Regions from separate parts of the Ovis aries genome. Here region 2 is linked to region 1. A link is a contact called in public Hi-C data. All regions are on one chromosome and are shown on one strand. Each heading gives the region's core, a stretch centred on a gene start, on an enhancer-like site or on the middle of the called end of the contact. The rest is flanking DNA. Distances are from core to core; before and after follow the strand shown. Region 1 overlaps LOC114118010 (a long non-coding RNA gene). Region 2 holds the start of CCDC8 (coiled-coil domain containing 8).

Evidence for each region. A called contact is a pair of places that touch in the nucleus more often than the background predicts.
Region 2: a Hi-C map of hypothalamus shows a contact between it and region 1, with 3 times the contacts expected there. The contact joins the promoter of CCDC8 here to the enhancer-like site in region 1. A contact is called at or near these places in 13 of 16 Hi-C or Micro-C datasets (blood, hypothalamus, liver and 7 more).

What each region holds. Positions count from the first base shown.
Region 1 is chr14:53,408,865-53,413,964 of ARS-UI_Ramb_v3.0, forward strand. All of the region lies in intron 2 of LOC114118010 (a long non-coding RNA gene), which reads right to left. Among named protein-coding and RNA genes, the nearest start is that of PNMA8A, 15 kb to the right of the region's middle. Within about 2 kb of position 2,022, at least 9 of the 54 cell types and tissues checked have an H3K27ac peak or open chromatin away from gene starts, as enhancers often do. A contact at or near this core is called in hypothalamus, where this site is marked.
Region 2 is chr14:53,467,286-53,472,385 of ARS-UI_Ramb_v3.0, forward strand. It overlaps CCDC8 (coiled-coil domain containing 8), which reads left to right and starts at 2,755. Exons shown (of 1, transcript XM_027978517.3): 1 at 2,755-5,100. The coding sequence starts at 3,442. PNMA8C (PNMA family member 8C) reads left to right here. Exons shown (of 3, transcript XM_060398136.1): 3 at 1-553.

The DNA of each region.
Region 1 (5,100 bases), core at 772-3,271:
CAGCCACATGGACTGCAGATTGTCAGGCTCCTCTGTTCATGGAATTGTCCAGGGAAGAATACTGGAGCGGGTTGCCATCTCCTCCTCCAGGGGATCTTCCCTACCCAGGGATCGAATCTGGATCTCCTGCATTGCAGGGAGATTCGTTATCTTCTCCAGGGAAGCCCAGGCCTTCGGAGACAACTCAGCCAAGTTGACGTGACCCATGTGTCCACCAGGTGGCGCTCCAAACCCGCTGGTTAAAATCGCTCCCCGGTGGCTACAGGTGCGCCCACGGTGCCCACCAGGAGGCGCTCTGGGACTGACGGTTAAATTCAGGTGGTTAAATGGAAAGGAGTATTTTAAAAGAATGTGTATATGTGTACAACGGAGTCACTTCGTTGTACAGCAGAGATTGGCATGACATTGTAAATCAAGTAGTGTTCAAAGAAAAGATCATGCGACTGACGGAGTTTCCTGAGTGCTTACGATGTGCAGGGCACTGGTCCATCGTCTTAAGCTCCAAAGCTCTGTCTGTGTTTTGAACGTCTGTGGAAGGTGGAGTTTACTGTAGGCCAGCAGTTCTCTAACACTTTGGCCACCTGATGCAAAGAACTGACTCATTGGAAAAGACCCTGATGCTGGGAAAGATTCAAGGCAGGAGGAGAAGGGGACGACAGAGGATGAGATGGTTGGATGGCGTCACCGACTTGATGGACATGAGTTTGAGTAAGCTTCAGGATGGACAGGGAAGCCTGGCATGCTGCAGTCCATGGGGTCGCAAAGAGTCTGACGCAACTGAACTGAGTGGTTTTCCAAGTAAGGTCCTGAGACCACCTGGATCAACTTAGGAATGCATATTGTCAGGCCCACCCGGAACCTAGAAAATCACAAACTCTGAGGGAGAGGCCTAGCAATCTGTATTTTAAAAGGCTCTCCAGGTGGTTTTGATGCTCCACCCATTGGAGAACCCCTGCTGTGGATTCTCATTCTCCCCTGGAGCCTTAGGGTAGCAGTTCCCAGTCCCTGGCACACGGACACAATAGCTTCTTCAATTCTTACGTCTACACTGGGAGGAAAGCTCTATTATGATCCCCCTTTCAGATGAGTAAATGGAGGCACAGAGAGGTTGAGTAAGTAGCTCAAGGTCACACAGCTTACGAGTGGCATCACAGGGGATGAGCCAGGCTCCAAACCCCTCTTCCAAAAATCTCTCTTAATTTTATCCTCCCAGTGGCTTTCTATTCCCCTGTCACACCACCATGGGCTCTAGGATGGGGTCCCAGGAGGTCTCCACCTCCTGGAATCCAGGAGGTCTCCACAGGGCAGTATCTATTGCCTCCACATCTGTGACTCACTGTTTTTCTCCTTGGTTGTAGTGAGTGACAGCTAGGCTGGTCCAGATAAGGATTGGGTTGGAGTCAAAACTCCAGTTCTGGAGCTTCCTCCCTGAAAATCTTGGCACATTTGAAACTACAACCTGGGAGGCACTAACAGGCTGCATTTGGGGACGGAAGCCCCCTGTGATTCAAAAAAACACTGGAGGACTTCCCTGAAGACACACTGACTGAGAATCTGCCTGCCATTGCAGGAGATACAGGTTCGATTCCTGGGTTGGGAAGATCCCCTGGAGAAGGGAATGCCTTTATTTTATTTTTCGTCAATCTGATAAAGGGCCTCTGATTAAAAAAAAAAAAATGTTACATCATACACTTCATCATACTTGATTAAAGAGTTTCCTCCTAAGATTATGAACATGGCAAGGCAATGTCCCCATATCTAGTTAATATTGTATGAAAGTCCTAGCAAGCGCATGGCGTTTTAAAAGGGGAGGGTAATGGTTTGTGAGTTTGTGACTGTCTTTGTGTCTTGGCGTGTGTCTGCACATCTGTGACTGTGTGACGTGTGGGGTGTGTGTGTGTGTGTGTGTGAATGAATAGCCTGTTCATGTGACCAAGGAACAGAAGGACACTCAGTAGGCTTTGAACAGGGTTTACCAGAAAACGCCATAGCACAGGCTCCTCTCTGAGCCCAGCGTCTCTCCCTGTCTCTCTTCTCCCACACCCTCCCTCCCCCCTTGCAGAGTCCCAGAGAGCTGAGGCCCCTGATTGTGCGGCCAGCCGCGCCCCTCCCTCCAATCCCAGCACTCAAGCCTCCTCCTCATAGGCTCCAGCGATGTTCCCTGCGCTGCTTGTTGTTTAGCCGATAAACTGCGTCCGACTCTTTTTGAAACCCCATGGACTGGGGCCCACCAGCCTCCTCTGTCCATGCGTGGGATTCTCCAGGCAAGAGTACTAGAGTCGGTTGCTATTTCTTTCTCCAGGAGATCTTTCCGACCCAGGGATCCAGGGATCGAATCCACGTCTCCTGCAGTGCATTGGCAGGCGGATTCTTCACCACTGAGCCACGTCAGAAGCCCATGTTCCCTGTGGAGTAAAGGGTTAACCTAATGGGCTCCATCCCTGCATGTTCAAAAAAAAAAAAAAAAAAGAACTGGTCTCCTGGGAGGGAACCTCTAAGCCCTTGGAAAGTCCTGCCTGATAAGAGCCTCTTTGTTTACCTGGAGCCTTGGGCCAGAGAGTCTAAGCTAACAGTGTGATTTATGCCAAACAGCTGTTTTTGTTCAGGGAGGAGTGGGGTCTTAAGTCAGGCTGCTTGAATTTGCTCTCTGGAGGGGCTGGAGACTGAATAACCAGGCTTAGGTGACCAAGGCCCAGGCAAACTCTCCAGGGTCCCTCTAATTCCCCAGAAAAGTCAGAACCACATCCACATTTTTCAGAAATCCCCTAGCTCATTAAAAAATGAAGGTATGTCGGGATGTTCCCTGGTGGTCTAATGGCTAGGATATGGAGCTTTCACTGCTTTCAGATTTAACCCCTGGTGGGGGAAGGAAGATCCCACAAGACACACGGCCAGTAAAAAAGAAGAAGTGTCAAAACATTCTGAGCACACCACTAATTAGTGGTCTAATTCGACCTGTTACATTTAAGGAAGAAAGGCTAGAGTACATACTACAAATTGAGACAATCACTGCTGTGCACTAGACAATTAGTGGGTTGGGGTGGGGGGAGTGAAGATTTCTAGCGCAATGCAATCCAGGCTGGGCTGGGGCTTGGGTTTCAAGAATCAGGATGGCTTATCTGTGTGGGCAGAATATCAGAGACCCTGGGAAATGACCTTGCTGGGAGAGTGGCTGAAACAGTGGTGCAACAGCACCCTGGGGTCTTATGTGCTCAGAATGTACGGACTGGGATCCTTTTGAGTAAGCACAGCAAGAGCCATGAAGGGCTGTATATCACAGGTCTCCCCCTTTTTATTGTGAAAAAATACCTCAAATAACCTCTGTATCTCTCTGGGTGTCCACGAACAATGAGAATGTGAGGACGGCTGTGTCAGGCGATAGAGGTGTGTCCGGCTATGTCAGATTCGAGCACAGCCAAAGCTTGACTCTGTGACCTCAGGTGACCTCTCTGGGCCTCAGTTTCTTCATTTGTAAAATGAGGATAATAGTATCTGCCTTGCAGGGTGACTGGGAGACGTGTAAATGGCTTCTAATAGCTCTTGGCACACATGAAGTGTGCAGTAAGTACAAAAGTTATTAGTTAACGCAGTTATAAAGGGGAAAGGGAGTATTTATAGGCAACATGGGGTGGGGGATGGAATGAAATCACAAAGAGCACAAAAATCACCACCCACATGATCTTGTTTATCCAGTCACGTGAAGTGATGCATCTGTAGAAGGAAATTAAACAGAACTACTATCTAACAGAAAAATTCCAAGATAAGTCTCTTTTCAAGCTGTCAGAATCTGTCTGAGCCCACTTCTGAACCTTCCAAAAAAAGCCTTTTCTGCTTAAGGCAGTGTATTGGGTTGAAGAGTGTCTTTTAAACATTCAAGTCCAAGGAATTCCCAGGTGGTCTAGTGGTTAGGGCTGTGTTTTCACTGCTTAGAGCCTGGGTTCAACCGCTGCTCAGAGAACTCAGATCCCACATGCTGAGCCTTAGCAAAAAAACAAAGCAAAAAAGATGCAAATGAACTTATTTACAAAACAGAAACAGACTCATAGACACGGAAAACAAATTTATCTGGGGTCCTACTCTCGCTTAAAACCACTGACTCCAAACCCTAGATAAAGGATGGTGATTCTCAGCCTTGGATGCTCATTGGGATTCCTTGGGGAACATTTAAGAAGTCGGGATGCCCTAGTCTCACCTTCAGGGAGTTTGAAGCTGTTGTTCTGGGGTGGGGTGCAGGCATCCATGATTGTAAAAGCTCTCCGGATGACTGCCATGCGGCCAGGGTTGTGAACCATTTCTATACTTTCTCCAATCCTCCCATTTCACAGGGAAGATGCTGAAGCCAGATAAGAGGAGGAAGTTGCTAAGGTCACAGGGCAAGTTGGTGACAAGGCAGGAGCAGAACCCAGGAGTCCTGATCCCCACACAAAGCTTCCTTTCTCACATATGGCAGCGCTGGGCCCCAGTGGTGGCGGTGTTGCTTCTACAATTATTGTTATTTTTATCAGTGGCGTCCCTGGTGGGCCAGATGGTAAAGAATCCACCTGCAATGCAGCAGACCTGGGTTCGATCCCTGGGTCAGGAAGATCCCCTGGAGAAGGGAATGGCAACCCACTCGAGTATTCTTGCCTGGAGAATCCCACGAATAGAGGAGTGTGGTGGGTTACTGTCCATGAGGTCTCAAAGAATCGGACATGACTGACTTTCACTTTCATTATTATTATTATATAGCATGAGAAGACGGATATAGCTTATTTTAAAGTCCTCTGTAGAATTGAGTTTAACTCAAAAACTTAAAACCAGTATTATGAAACTAACATAATATTGTACATCAATTATATTTCAATTAAAAAATATATAAATGAATAAAAATTGAGATTAATTATAAAAACCAGTATTCCAACTTTAATTAGCAAAATTTTCTACAATAAAATGTTAAAATTGTGTATGGTGCCAAAAAGAGGGATAGTTTTTCCATGTTTATTGAGGTTTTTCCATAGCAAATCATACATTATTTTTAATTTTCTTTTTTTGGCTGCATAGCATATGGGATCTTAATTCCCCAACCAGGGATCAAACCTGGCTCACCTGCATTGAAAATGT
Region 2 (5,100 bases), core at 1,505-4,004, 59 kb after region 1:
TCAGAGTTAGATTCTTAAACCAGCTTTTCTCAACCACAGGTGTCCTAGAGATTTTTAGCTTCCAGCTTCCAGAAAACAGCTTCTCTGGGAAGCCGATTTGGGGAATAAAGTTTAGGGAAGTAATAAGCTGAGAAGTGGGGCTGCCCCGCCCCACCCTCCGCCCACCTCCTTAGAGCCGACCCGAGTGGAGGAGCGCACCTCGTTGCCATGGAGACCGCTGGGCGGCTAGGCGAGAAATTGTGCAAAAGGGAGGCCCGGCGGGGGCTGAGCCCGGCGGCGACTGGGATGGAGTTTGTAAGGAGGAGGAGGAGAAAACCCAGCGAAGCCTAACGACCCGACTCTGCAAAAACAAAAACAACCGGAATGAGCCAATAACTGTGCAAAGGCCTCGCTGAGACCTTAACCGTCCCCCCATTCCCCCGCCCTCAAGCATTTTTCTTCCTTCTTTCCCTCTTTCCCTTCCCATTCTTTTCGCTCCCTTCCCACTTTCCCTAAACATCTGCGTGTTTCCTTCAAGAGTGAAATAAAATCACACGTGGTGACTTAAACAAAATTACACGTGTTTATTTTTATCTTATGTTAACGTGGTTAGTTTACAGATTTTGTTGTTGCTGGGATTTTTCTTTAACAATTCTATTTCGTTATAACGATTCTCCTTTGCAGTCTTATGGATGCAATCCTACGTACTGAAACAGTATCTTGAAAAGGGTCCATGGCACAGAACGGGTTAAGGATTCTTGGGCTAGAAGGCCCTGGAGAGGGTAGAGGTCACCCAATAGTTTGATGGGGAGGGCAGTGCAGTATGACTTCAATAAAATGATGACCTTTGAGCAGAGGGAGATTGCCAAGAGGAGGGGGAAACACAACTCTTTGGACTTGGGGAACAGCTTGTGCAAAGGCCCTGAGGTGGCAATGAGCCTGTTTGTTGAATGAACTGTGAGGAGGCACCTGTGGGCCTCCAAAGTTACCTGGGAAGCTTTGCAAATCCTGGGCCCCAAGTCCCAGGGATTCTGACCCCACAGGTCTGTGGCCACATCTGAGGACCTTCTATTTAATTTAACTAAAAAAAAAAATCTTGAAATCCTCAAAAGTGTAACTATTTATTTTGGCTGACCTGCAGGGTACGTGGAACTTCCCCAACCAAGGATTGAACTTGTGCCCCTGCCATTGGAAGCACAGAGTCTTAACCAGTGAGCCACCAGGGAAGTCCTAATTTAGCTTATTTTAATGAACATTTTCGATTGCTAAAAAAAAATCTACACCATCTAACAGAATATAGAGTGAAAAGTACATATGCCTGCCACTTCTGGGGGGTCCCCCGTCCCCCTCCCCATACACAGCCACTGTTGGCAACATTAATACGTCCCAAGCTTCCCTGATAGCTCAATTGGTAAAGAATCCGCCTGCAAGGCAGGAGACTCTGATTCAATTCCTGGGTCGGGAAGATTCTCAGAAGAAGGGGTAGGCTACCCACTCCCATATTCTTGGGCTTCCTTTGTGGCTAAGCTGGTAGAAAATCCTCCTGCAATATGGGACACCTGGGTTCAATCCCTGGTTTGGAAGATCCCCTGCATAAGGGAATGGCTACCCACTCCAGTATTCTGGCCTGGAGAATTCCAGGGACTAGAGTCAGACACGACTGAGTGACTTTCACTCACTCAGTCATACAGCCAAAGAGAACATGCTCCTGTCTATGCCATTTGGCCTATGCATGTGAACATGCCCCCCCCCCCACACACACACACACGTCAGATTATTTGAGATTCAAATCCAGGTTCCCATTCTTCTTGCTCATGTGACCTTGAGCAAGTGATTTTTTCCCCTCAGCTGTAAAATGGGAATGAGCATCGTATTACCTGTCTCATAATGCTTTGGTGAAGATTTCATGAGTTAATTTGTATTAATAGAGTGATGTCTAGTATTAATACATAGCTAGTCCTGGTGGGCTGCCGTCTATGGGGTAGCACAGTCGGACACGACTGAAGCGACTTAGCAGCAGCAGCAGCAGCAGCAGCAGTGCTCCATAAAAGGTGACTATCCTCAGTTACTTTTTTTTTCATAGCTGCCTAATATTTTACTGAAAGAACCGAGTTTCTACTGATGATCAGGTTGCTGTTGTTTGGTGGCTAAGTTGTGTCCAACTCTTTGCAACCCCATGGACTGCAGCACAGCCAGGCTTCCGTGTCCTTCACTATCTCCGGGAGTTTGCTCAGTCTCTTGTCCACTGAAGCCTGTGATCCCATCCAACCATTCATTCATTCACTCAGAAGTATTCTAGAGCACCTACTGTGTGCCAAGCTCCATCCTGGAGCTGGTACCAAGTTCTCTACCCACCTGTTTGGGTCTATAGGTAGGAAGTGCGGATACCAAAAGTCACGTGATTTTAAAATAGTAATACACCGTGCCAACGGGTTTCAGAGGGACTGCCCCATTTGCACGCCCACCTTCCGGGCTTGGCTGGAACCCGCACGTTTGGGATGGCAGGTTTGGGAACGGCCGCCTTTCCCGGGGAAAGCTGCTGACGTGGGCTTCGCTTCGGCGCGGGGCGATCGGCTAGGAAGACGGGGCCTCAGAGAGGCCCGGGGCGCGGCCACACCCCTGTGGGGGAGGGGAATGAGGGCGTCCCGAAGGGAGTGGACAGCCCCCCTGTCAGTCTTCCCGAGTCCCGGAGTGTAAGATGAGAAGGGGGAAGGTGGGCCCCATCCTGGGGGCCGGCGAGGAGGAACTTCCTGCCCGCGCGCGCGCTCCTCGGCCGGGAGGCGGGAGGCGCGGCAAGGTCAGCCTGGCCTGAGGTGGAAGCCTGCCTAGGAGTGGGAGACCCTCCTGGGGAGCTGCGCCGCGGCCTCCGAGCGCCTCGGCCATATTGAATAGCCAAGGCTGAGCCGCCTTTGTCTGCGAAGTCCTCTCTCAAGTTCCAGGCGCATCTGTGGCACAGGAAGAACCACCGGACAGCCCGTGCGCCCGCAGTTGGAGCCGGGACACCGCGTCTGCAGCTTGCAGTGGGCTGGGAGCCTCAGAACTGACCTCACCCCGGCTCACGTAAGCATCCTGGAAATTGATTCCCACTAATCCTTCGCGGGGAGCGGATCGAGACCGGACTTGTTGCAGAGGAAAGTGGGAAGTGAGACTCTCAGGGCAGCGCTGCGGGGAGAGCAACCTACCCCCCTCTCCCCGCCCAAGACTCGAGGCTACGAGCAGTTTGGGCTCATTGCCCCCAGCCCAGATTTCACCCTGGAGATCTTAAAGACGCTCGAGAAAAGCCATGTGGGGGGCTGGTTCCCCTGGGGCTTCCTCCCGTCCCCCGACTGCCTCATCCTTTGGAGCGTCCCGGACGTCTGCAAAGACGTGGATCTGGACGTCCTCGTCGAAGCTTTGAAGCCCGTGGGGACCTTTAAGAAAATCGGCAAGGTGTTCCGCCGGGAGGAGGACTCCACCGTGGGCATGCTGCAGATTGGGGAAGATGTGGACTATCTGCTCATCCCCCGCGAGGTCCGGCTGGCCGGGGGCGTCTGGAGGGTCATTTCCAAGCCGGCCACCAAGGAGGCAGAATTTCGGGAACGGCTGATCCAGTTTCTGGAAGAAGAGGGCCGCACCCTGGAGGACGTGGCCCGCATCATCGAGAAGAGCACCCCGCATCCACCCCAGCCCCCTAGAAAGTCTAAGGAGCCCCGAGTGAGGAGGAGAGTCCAGCAGATGGTGACCCCACCCCCCCGGCTGGTCGTGGGCACTTATGACAGCAGTAACGCCAGTGACAGCGAGTTCAGCGATTTCGAGACCTCCAGGAACAAGGCTGACAAGGGCCGCAAAGGCGCCGGCCGTGGCAGGAAGGTGCGCAAAATGCCCGTCAGTTACCTGGGCAGCAAGTTCCTCGGGAGCGACCTGGAGAGCGAGGATGATGAGGAACTGGTGGAGGCCTTCCTCCGGCGAGGGGAGAAGAAACCCAGCGTGCCTCCTCCCCGCCGCCGGGTGAACCTGCCCGTACCCATGTTTGACGACAGCCCAGGGCCCCAGCAGTCCAAAGCGGACAGGTGGCGGGAGTGTGTCAGCCAGGTGTCCTGGGGGAAGCTGAAGCGGAGGGTGAAGGGCTGGACACCGAAGTCCAGCCCCGGGGTGGGCGAGGCCAGGCAGGCCTCTACCGGGGTGGAGAGGGACAGTGCATCGGTGCCAGGCAGCGCCAGCCTGGGGTGTAACCTGGGAAATGCACGAGATGGGCGGGTGGCTGAGACCCCCCCAAGGCGATGGAGGCCCCAGATCAACTGGGCTTCCTTCAGACGTCGCAGGAGAGAGGAAACAGCTTCCAGAGCTCAGGGGGGAGAGGCTGCAAATGAGCAGAGGGTGGAGGCTGCAAATAATCAGAGGGGGGAGGCCACAGATAATCAGAGGGGGGAGGCTGTAGATAATCAGAGGGTGGAGGCTATAGGTAATCAGAGGGGGGAGGCTGTAGCTAATCAGAGGGGGGAGGCTATAGCTAATCAGAGGGGGGAGGCTGTAGATAATCAGAGGGTGGAGGCTATAGGTAATCAGAGGGGGGAGGCTATAGCTAATCAGAGGGGGGAGGCTATAGCTAATCAGAGGGGGGAGGCTATAGCTAATCAGAGAGCAGGGCCCATAGCTGTCCAGGAGGCAGAGGCTGTGGATAATCAGAGAGCAGATGCCCTGGCTGTCCAGGGGGCAGAGGCCATACCTGTCCAGGGGGCAGAGGCCCCGGCTGACCCGAGGGCAGAAGCTGCAGAGGATCCGAGGGCAGAAGCCCCGGTTGTCCAGGGAGCAGAGGCTGTACCTGATGGGGAAGAAGCTGGATCGGTCCAGAGGGCAGAAGCTGCCTGTAATCAGAGGGCAGAGACCCCGGCTGTTCCGGAGGCTGACTCCTCAGCTGCCGGAAGGGCCACAGGGGCCACTGCAGGAGCTCAGACCCGGAAACCAGTCAAGACAGTGAGGTTCCAGACCCCCGGACGCTTTTCATGGTTTCGGAAGCGCCGGAGAGCCTTCTGGCACACTCCCCGGTTGCCCACGCTACCCAAGAGAGTGCCCAGGGCAGGCGAGGCCAGGAGCCTCAGGGTCCTGCGGGCCGAGGCCAGAGCGGAGGCAGAGCGTGGAGAG